Linked DNA regions of Siniperca chuatsi: region 1 is linked to region 2. A link is a contact called in public Hi-C data. All regions are on one chromosome and are shown on one strand. The core of a region is the stretch at or near the end of the contact, and the rest is flanking DNA. Distances in the headings are between cores, read along the strand shown. Region 1 holds the start of si:dkey-219e21.4 (E3 ubiquitin-protein ligase TRIM62). Region 2 holds the start of camk2d1 (calcium/calmodulin-dependent protein kinase type II delta 1 chain).

What was found. A called contact is a pair of places that touch in the nucleus more often than the background predicts.
Region 1: a contact with region 2 is called in a Hi-C map of skeletal muscle, with 2.9 times the contacts expected there. The contact joins the promoter of si:dkey-219e21.4 here to the promoter of camk2d1 in region 2. A contact is called at or near these places in 2 of 3 Hi-C or Micro-C datasets (liver and skeletal muscle).

What each region holds. Positions count from the first base shown.
Region 1 is chrLG22:4,010,780-4,015,467 of ASM2008510v1, forward strand. si:dkey-219e21.4 (E3 ubiquitin-protein ligase TRIM62) reads left to right here and starts at 3,268. Exons shown (of 7, transcript XM_044182839.1): 1 at 3,268-3,421; 2 at 3,880-4,109; 3 at 4,610-4,688. The coding sequence starts at 3,891. zcchc4 (rRNA N6-adenosine-methyltransferase ZCCHC4) reads right to left here. Exons shown (of 13, transcript XM_044182838.1): 6 at 3,023-3,095; 7 at 2,800-2,950; 8 at 1,628-1,728; 9 at 525-646.
Region 2 is chrLG22:3,799,096-3,803,962 of ASM2008510v1, forward strand. camk2d1 (calcium/calmodulin-dependent protein kinase type II delta 1 chain) reads right to left here and starts at 1,687. Exons shown (of 18, transcript XM_044183262.1): 1 at 1,356-1,687. The coding sequence starts at 1,417.

The DNA of each region.
Region 1 (4,688 bases), core at 2,018-4,517, 210 kb after region 2:
GATTTAAAAAGGATTTTGAAAAGATTTTTTTGCTCTCTGCAGATTGATATGACTGGACTCCAGAGTCTATGTTCGGAACTGTGTCCATCGCAGCGGTCTGCTCTTCAGAAATAACAGACTGTAGAATGCCGTAATTGACCAGTCAGAATCGAGTATTCAACCACGCAGTGTAATAAGACCTTTTAACACGACTTCAGCACAGAAGCCATTTGAACTGCACGGTTCTTACAGCTGGGTATCGGACTACAATACTTTGAGTTCCACCCGAAATGTGTCCCTGATATGCTGTTTTTATCACAAACACGTAACATAATCAAAGATGTATAAGAAGCTTGGTTATTACAGAATTGTGACCAAGATATGTACGGCGTGACACTGTTTCTCTGTTACCTCATGTCTTTGGCATTTCTGTGCTGAAATCTGTTGTTCTATACATTGATACTGCCATATCTGTGGTAAGATTATATCAGCCGGTGTGTCGGTCAGGCTCTGGATTAGAGCTGGCAGAGTACGTGTGCCGATACCTGTAGCCCTCCTCTTTGGGCAGGACAACGTCTCTGGGTGAAATATTAGTGAAGAGTCTGACAGGAGACTGCTTCCTGCCTGTCTTCCCATGTTTATACAGAGGATGGTTGTCATAATCCACCTGGTTGGAAACAAACCAAATATTTACTTCACAGTTTATAGTCCACAAGGAAACATGTAGCCTCTGAATGAAGTTGTTGGAGACCTACAGCCCGGTCCAGAAACCTCCTACAGTCAATATTGAAATATTGATCTAGGATCACTGCGCAAATCCACTACAGCGTTCCCATTCATAATCATAACCCTTTATCGACTCGTACAAATACTGGGGAAAGTAGTAACAAAAGAGCCAGGTTGAATTTGATTTAAATAACATTATCAAGAACACAACCTGCAATGGAAGAAACTGGGAAAATGAAAAATGCAAGTTGAACTGCCACAGCTTTTATATGAGACACAAAGCTGTCCTGCTATATTAACCGTGAACTTGAGAGAAGATAGGCTTCGTCATATTTTGGATTTGACTGATGAGAATAACCAGTTTTTCATCTTTTCTTCCATGTCAAAAGTCTGCCCATCTTGAACCTTTAATCTTGACAGCCCTGCAGCATCAGAGCACTCTTGTATCTTCATCGTTCCCAAGTGGATCCGATCCCCAGACCGTCTCCACAGCAGACATTTTGTCATAGTAGGCAAAGCTCAGGTGTCACTGATAACATTAACGATGGCTGTTTCAGTAATGTTTCAATGCATTGAATTATGTTTTTGGTTACACCTGTGTTTGACAAGTCAAAATGTCTGCTGTGAAAAAAGGCCTATTCAACTTTAGTTTCCCTCTACATCTTATCTCCTGGTCATGTGCAACCACTGTCCCGCTTTCTGTCGGCGGCCTCATCCTGCTGATTTATTTCCCTGTGGCGTTGCAGTCTGTGGATCAGGTGTTTAAATGAAAAATAAGGTGCTGGAGATGTACAACTAAATCCCACATGGGTACTGTGCTGCATGAATCCTGACAGTCTCTAAAGCTGTTTTTAATCAATATTTATCTGCTAATTAAGTCTTTTATGAATCAATAGCTGAAAGTGATGCACTGCCAGTATACCTGGTAGTCCAACATGGTGAATGAGGGGAGACACTCCAGGATGCGAGGCTCAAAGAAATATGGGAAGATCCACATCATGGGCATGTCAGCGTTACCGCTGTCTGCACACAGAAACACATGGATGTTAGCTTCAAACACTGGACTTGGGGTTCTTAATTTAAAATAGAAGTAGCAGAATCATTCATATTCATTCATTAATATTTTGTATTTTGACGTCATTTTGGTGGTATGAGAGGTTAAAGCTAGTCAACATTTTTATACGAACAATGGATCAAATGTGTAATGTGAAAGGGGTCACATACAGTGACAAACCCACGGAGAATTGTTACCCAACTCTGCAGTTTTCCTCATCTCTACAGAGCCGTTTAGCCTCTTTCAGTTCATTGTTTTGGTTTTACGGGCCGCAGATGTACTGTTTTTGTTCACCGCTCTCATCAGCCTTGTTTCCAGCAGCAGCTGATAAAGCCACTGTACACGAGCTGCTCAGCAGCAGACAGCAGACAGACACAGTTAGAGACTCGCTGGTGAACATAGTGGAGCATCTAGCTGCTAAAGAGCCAGCTATGTTTCTCAGGAGTTGGTGGAGACCAAACACAGAGCTAACAGAGAGCGAGAATGTTGGACACAAACATGACCTCAAATTAATGCGAATGTTGGTTCACTTCTGTGAGACGTGTGCATGGGCAACTGTTTGCTAACACATTACCGCAATAAACCTTTATACAATGATAATATGTCAATTATGTGTTTACGGCTTGTTCTGCTGCCAAAAATAAATTCATTCTACTTGAAAGTGTTGATCAACATTTAAATGACATGTTTCTAACCTACCACTCTCTCTTATTGTATTTTATGTATGGTATATACAATTTAATGTCCTCTATTGTGTTATTGTTTCGTATTTTTTAAAGATTCTATTTTCAGGCATTTTTGCCTTTATTTGATAGCTGCAGAGATCGACAGGAAAGGCGTGAGGATGGAACCCGGGCCGCTGCATTAAGGACTCAGCCTTAATGGTGCGCACTTTACCAGGTGAGCTACGGGGGCGCCCCTAATTGTTTTGTGGAACAGCAAAGATCTGAACTAAATGTACCAGGGAATTGAGCGGTCTTTGAAAATAATATATGACAAATGTAAAAGGATAAAACCTGAAACTCCACAGTGACACCGACCAGAACTCTGCAGCTTCCTCCACGTCTGTGAGATCTGAGAGAAACTATTGGCCAGAGGCTTCACCAGGCCGCCGAACGGAGGGTCAGCCACCACCACCACCTTCTCCCCGTCACACTCTCTGAGGAAGGCCCGCACCACTGCACTGGAAGCCTGACCAGAGACAGAGCTTTATTATACTGACCTGGAAGTCAAACACATGAAACAGAAATGCTTAACTCTTACCTCTCCATCAAAAAAGTGATGGTTGAACATGTTGTAGTGACAGAATTCATCCGGGCTGTAGAACTGAGCGTATCTGAAACAGAAATCGTGTTATTCAGCATTATAGAGTCAACATTCAGACGGCTTTCAAATGCAACAGATTGTCTTTAGTTCTGTTTCCTTTGTCTAATAACAGCAGGCTGGAAAACAAGAGCAAGTTTGAACTTATCCACTGTACGCACACACAAAGTTAGCCAACACTCAGTGGATCCTGAGGTGTGTATCCAGATAACGACGAGGTATCTGAGTGTGTGCTGCAGGCTCAAGCTTGTTAACACAGGAACACACCCTCTCTGCATTTCTACCCTGCACATTCTTCACAGAAACTAACTGCAGAGACACAGCACAGAGAGACCTTGGGTAAGAACTGCTAGAAAAACATTTAATAATGCTAAAAGAATACAATTTTTTTGGTCTGCATTTTATTTGAATATGCATAATGAATATACTGCTGTTAAAGCATGTGGAGGTCTAAAGAATGATTCCACAGTAAACAGGGAACCGTCTGACTGAAAGATGCATATATGCAAAATATGCTATTTTAAATGCTAAACCTACAGAAAGCTGTGAAAACGACTTTGTTTTTCAGTGGTTTGGTTTTAAGTAAATCTGCTGAGAAAATGAGACCAAGTCCCGGACGGGGTTTTTGCAAAACGCTTGGCATGGGCTCAGAACAGACAGCTTTTCACAGACTTCCCAAAAACCTGAAGAATTGGTTCCTCTACAGCTCAGGCAAATATACAGAAAATGCTTTGAACCATGCAAAAGGAGAAAATAGCTCAGGCAGAGCTTTAATACATGTTTGTTGTTTTGTTCAGTCCTCAGAAAAATGGCAGAAGAAGAGGCGTCATCTGTTGGTAATGGACAGTCCACAGCAGCTCAGTCGGCACAGGGTGGTCTTGCGGCGCCCTCTGCAGGCATCCACAGTGCACTGCAGGACGGACTGCGCTTCACTCCACTGGACTCCAGCGGTGACAGGGTTGTTCAGCCTTTCCCGCGGTCCCCAAAACTACAGAGGAAGTTAGCCAAAGCTGGACAGCTCTCGCAGGTAAACGGGAGTGTGGTGAAGCGCACGGAGCGGGATATTTTCCCAGCTTAGTGATGGGAATGATTTCACAAACCGTCTCAACTGCATGGACTCAGAGTCAGAAATGAAAATGAAAATGCTGTTGGAAATAGTTCATGTGAAGATGTAAAGAAACAGACCAATGAGGATACTACTGTGAGCCTTTTACTAATTACTAGTTCATCAGTTTTAAGTGTCCCCAGAAACGTCTGCTGCGTTCTGTGCAACATCCCGTGTGTGTTTCGTGTATCTGCTTTGTGTTTCTTTATGCTGGCTATTTATTGTCAAGGTGATGAAGATAATCTTCATTTTCTTGTGTTCAGTCTACAGGATTTGCTGTTGTTTTCTTAAAGTGCAAAAAGACATGATTAGTTGATTAATCAATCAGTAAATCAACATCATTAATCAGCAACTATTTGGATAATCAAATAATCTACTTTTATGCAAATACTTGTAACTGGCTGTAACTCCGTACTCTGCAGGAGCAGCTATCCAGACGTATGAAGGAGCTGCAGGCAGAGAGGTCCAAGACCGAGGCGCACATCCAGTCTCTGAAGAAAC
Region 2 (4,867 bases), core at 437-2,936:
GCTGCTGTTAGCTAGTTAGCTCGGTTAGCCCCATGCAGCCAACTATTAACTAGCTGACTCAGCCTCTGGATCCCTGGAGGCAAACCCGGCTAGAAAACCACTTCGGTACTGTATTCCCTGTCAAACTGGCCACCGTCCGTCTCAGAGTGTAATGAGTGCAGTATTACAAATTTTGAGTTTGTTCATTTTGTCATTGACCACCACAAAATATAGTGAAAACTAAATAGCACGCTAGTAAGTAGTAGAACTGTAGTCCAGAGCAGACTCTAGGTCTTCAGAAAGGTAGCTAGTGTAGCCTATATTAAATGTCATTATTAATGTTAGTATTTGTTATCATTTCTCAGGTCAGCCAGCAACACGAGAGAACAGGCATCCGACACAGCAAAAAGCAGTAGTCAGAAAAATGAAATGTAATTTAGGCAGTAGTGTTGCAGGCAGAACAGCAGGGACGACCCAATAAAATGTCGGCGCTGGCCTTAGCCCCAGACCTGGTCAACTCCAACTAACGGCCCTGGGTATATGTAACGTGTAGGTGCACAAAAATCAGTCCTTGACATCGTAGGAGAAGCAAAATTGCTGTGAATTTGAATGCGCTGTTAATATTAACCCTTCGCATATTGCAAAAAGGGCGGAAACTTGTGCAAACACAGTCCAAATTACTAAGACACACATTCAGTTTCTTATATACATAAGGTTTTCATCATAGTCTAGCTTAAGGTGGGCTTTATGTCACCACAGCTGATTGAGAACGAGATGGGTGACCGGTTCCCCGCTGACCTAACACCAACACCAAATTTCATCCACATTTCTGATATTTTTACTTGCCTGACACGTTGCCAGAGGTATATGCTCGCTGGAGCATGATTTAAGATTAATGACAAATTAGCATGTGCCACTTTTATATTCGGCATGCATTCCAAGGCACTCAGCAGTGTTTCTTTTAAAACTTTAAACTTTTTTCAATTGGTACGCCAGGCATTATCAAATCATTCTTCCTCCAAAATACACGCTAATGGGCGTTAGCGAGCAGGGACAAACGATTCAAAAAGTTGAGAGAAAAATGAGATTAAAGGAAGTATAAAATATAAGACCTCGGGGTTAAATAAGGAGTCTAATATTTTTCACGTTCGCGCCCTTCGTTGATAACCAAGGTACAAGTACAAGATTTCTGAATGGGAGTTGGAGTGACGTCCTACCCACACCCGCTAACTCAACATATCAAGGTAGACACAGGTAGGCGGAGGTCTCTGAGGTTTCGGTCAATCTAAACACCAATAATAAAAGCAAAGGGCAATTAAGCTTGACTTTCAATGAAAATGTCGAATAAAAAGTGTTATAAAATGAAGAGAACTTACTTCCCCAGCTCCTCGTACAGCTGGTACTCATCGGTAAACCTGGTGCAGGTCGTTGAAGCCATGTTAAGGTGAGCAGAGGAGATCGACTTGGGAAACTGAAAGCCTCAGTCGCTTTAATACTCTCCACAAATCCTTTCCCCTGTGTCCCAAAGTGCCACTTGTCGCGTTTTGGAGTAGAAAACAAAAGCAAACTTAGGGACGATTTAGTAATGACTCGTGAACGCCGCTCTTGCCGGATTCTGTTCGCAGACCCCGGTTACTCCTGGAGTTGACTGGGACGTCGCGACCTGCTGTTGTGTTTGTCTCGACACTGACACTAGCATTAGTTGGCCGCAGTCAAGAGAGACCAATTATAGACTATCACTCATCCGGTGGTGAAATTTCAAAATAAAACCCTAAATAACACGCATTTTCTATGGTCTGTCTCTTAGGCACATTTAGTTGAATTTGGGATATATTTTAAGGGGAAATCTGAACTTTGTTCTTCCTTTGTGTTTTTGTCAAGCCCCTTGTAAAGCCTTCTATCGTGTAAAATACACAAGTTATGTTTGTTTAAAATTCATTTTGCTACTTTTTTTTGGTAATTTAAAATGCTGCAAAACTAAATATAACATTAAAGGAAGAGTGTGTTGCCCACAGAAAAGTATCAGGAACATCTGACAAAATGAAAACTAGTCAACTTTTTATCGATCGAGTCAGAGGTTTTTACCTTTAGAGCACCTCAACTTTGTTTTTTTACATGGACCTGAGAATTATAAATGTACTTATCATGGTGGAACATATTTTGTAGTTCTCTACCACAGCTGTATCATGATGAGTTTAATGCTGATTACGTAAGTAACACTATTAGAATCTGCTATTGTTAACATTTTATACAGAAGTTCAAGATCTTTATTTCCAAGTCAAACACATTCAAGAAAATGCATGCATTCCATATTCCTTACTTATATTATATTGAAAAGCAGTTATAAAAAGACACTAATATTCAAAATGTATTCATCTTCATCATCGTTATATCATGTTGTCAACTACGGAAAAATACATCTTCAAATAAAATGTATAATCACGTGGACGTAAAAGTTTTGTACAATTGCGTACTTTGAGCTTGTGCACTACTATGTATATATAAATATTTAAAATTAATTTTATTTTTAATCATGTTATTTACCTGGTACTTGGTCACTAAATGATGTACCAAACACTTTTCTCCATGTGGCAAACTCAAATACTTTATTTTATTTTATTTTGGAGGTAAAATAACTTAACATCCGTTGTTTTCTTGGTATGCGGTGTCTAACTTGATACAAATGAATTTCTTCTCAGCGCTTCCTCGTTGAAAATGCTACACAGGGGCTCCATCTAGAGGCAGCAGCGTTGACCTACTACCATACGTCTGGAATTGGAGCTGAGAATGTGAGGCACCTCTCGAGCCTGTCAAAAACCCGCCGAACCGCATTGTCATAAACACAAGGTCCCACCACCCACTGCTGTTTTTGGTTTTGTTGATGAGATCGACACCATCCAGTAAAGTCAGAAAAAAACGTATCTAACTGAAAGAAAGAGACTCTAGTCTTGATTGTTTTCCTCCAAGAATTACAATGGAAACAATAAGTTTCAGACTGTAATTTAAATCTATACAGTTTGTTTTATTTCCAATAAACATTTTTCTCCCTGGTCATGCATGCTCCCCCTACAGTGGCTGTACGCCCGGGCTCTGCCCCACCGTTTGAGAACCACTGTGTAATGAGGGCCTTTGACAAGAAGGGAAAAAAATCACACTCAACTTCCCCTTACTAGCTTTTTCTGGAGCTTTCATGGACTACACAGTCTTCATTAGGGTTGCACAGTATTGATGCTACCAATACTAAGTCTTGTTTTGAGTATCGATACTAGCGACAGCTGCTCTAGCGCATCAGTTAATTTTGTTCGATTCTTCATTACAGTGACTAACTATCTGCTATAAATTCATTTTTGCTAGCTGCCGTTCTGTAGCTTAGCAGCTAGCAATGGCTTCTCTCTCTCCTCTCACTCTCCTGCTCTCTCTTGCTCGGTGTGTCTAATGTTTAGCTATTCCTCTGCCTCCTTTAGTGATAATGGTACATGTAATAAATGTAGTTTATATGCGAAACTTGGAATGTGAATTGGAAACGCTGTTCCGCACCATGGGAACTACTGTAGTTAGCCAGCCTCCAGTAGCCGGTGCGGACCGACCAGAGGTAGCTCCTGTTAGCCGTCTCCCGGCAGCTCCGGGCAATCTGGTATATGGCATTGAAATCGAACATTTAATAGTCTTTCCACATAATCCTTCATTATCGGACCATTATTTAATCCATTTTGAACTCCTATTACTGGACTACACACCATTAGGCAAAAACTCCTACACCAGATGTCTATCTGATAGTGCTGTAGCTAAACTTAAGGAAGCGATCCCATCTGCATTTAATTCAGTGTTATGTCTGAATATAACAGAGGACTCCTATGCTAGTTTCAGCTCCTCCCAGATTGATCATCTTGTTAATAGTGCTGCAGGCTCACTGCTAACGACTAACTCGACATGTTCTCTCTCTCAGAGTTTTGTGCTGTCTCGTCTCTCTCCTCTCTCCTGTCACTTTCAGGTATTTCTGCCTCCTGAGCTGCAGAGTCTGGATCTGTGATTGTGGAATTTGCATTGTGCTCCCCCCCTACAATGTTTGGCAAATCACTCACAATATTAAACATGATAGTACATTAGCTGTTTTCAATAATACAAAGTATTGGTATCAATATCAGTATTGGTGTGATGATTCTGGACCTGGTATTACTTGGTATTGGATCTGATGTCGTCTCCCCTAGTCTACATCAGCAGATGGAGTTTGCTCAGTTGTTATGGAGATAATAACTCAGGTCTCATCTCGTCACCTAAGCATGGAACTTTGGTCACACGATAACAGGTGGTTGTACATGAGGTTGAGATGGTAAGCATGACCCAAATCCATACTACAAACTAATTCTAAGCAGGCTCTGAGTCTTTTGTGGAGTTGCTAGCAGGTGGGAAAAAATACATTTTGGGTGGTTGTAAGACAGTTCCAGAAAGATATTTGAAAACAAAACAATTAGTATTAATTCTTGTCTAAGTCTAATTGGCAGCGACATTCCGGAGTCGCAGTTTGATTTATGTCTGATATGTATTGCATAATTTCCTCTTAGTATAAAACAGTAAAGTATGTTGATTTTTTGTACACTAGCTGCTAAAACATACTATGCCAATGAGTATGCAGTTCATATGTAGTATGGATTTGGGACACATCATTAGCAGTGGAAGAAGTACTCAGATCCTTTACTTAAGTAAAAGTGCCAATACAGCAATGTAAAAATACTCTTACAAGTCATTACAAGTAAAGGTACTGCATTCTAATGTTTATTTAAGTAAAAGTACAGACATATTATCAGCAAAATGTACTTAAAGTATCAAAAGTGAAAGTACTTGGCCCCTGTGACTGACAAGTTATCACGATCTCTGACAACAAAGAGAA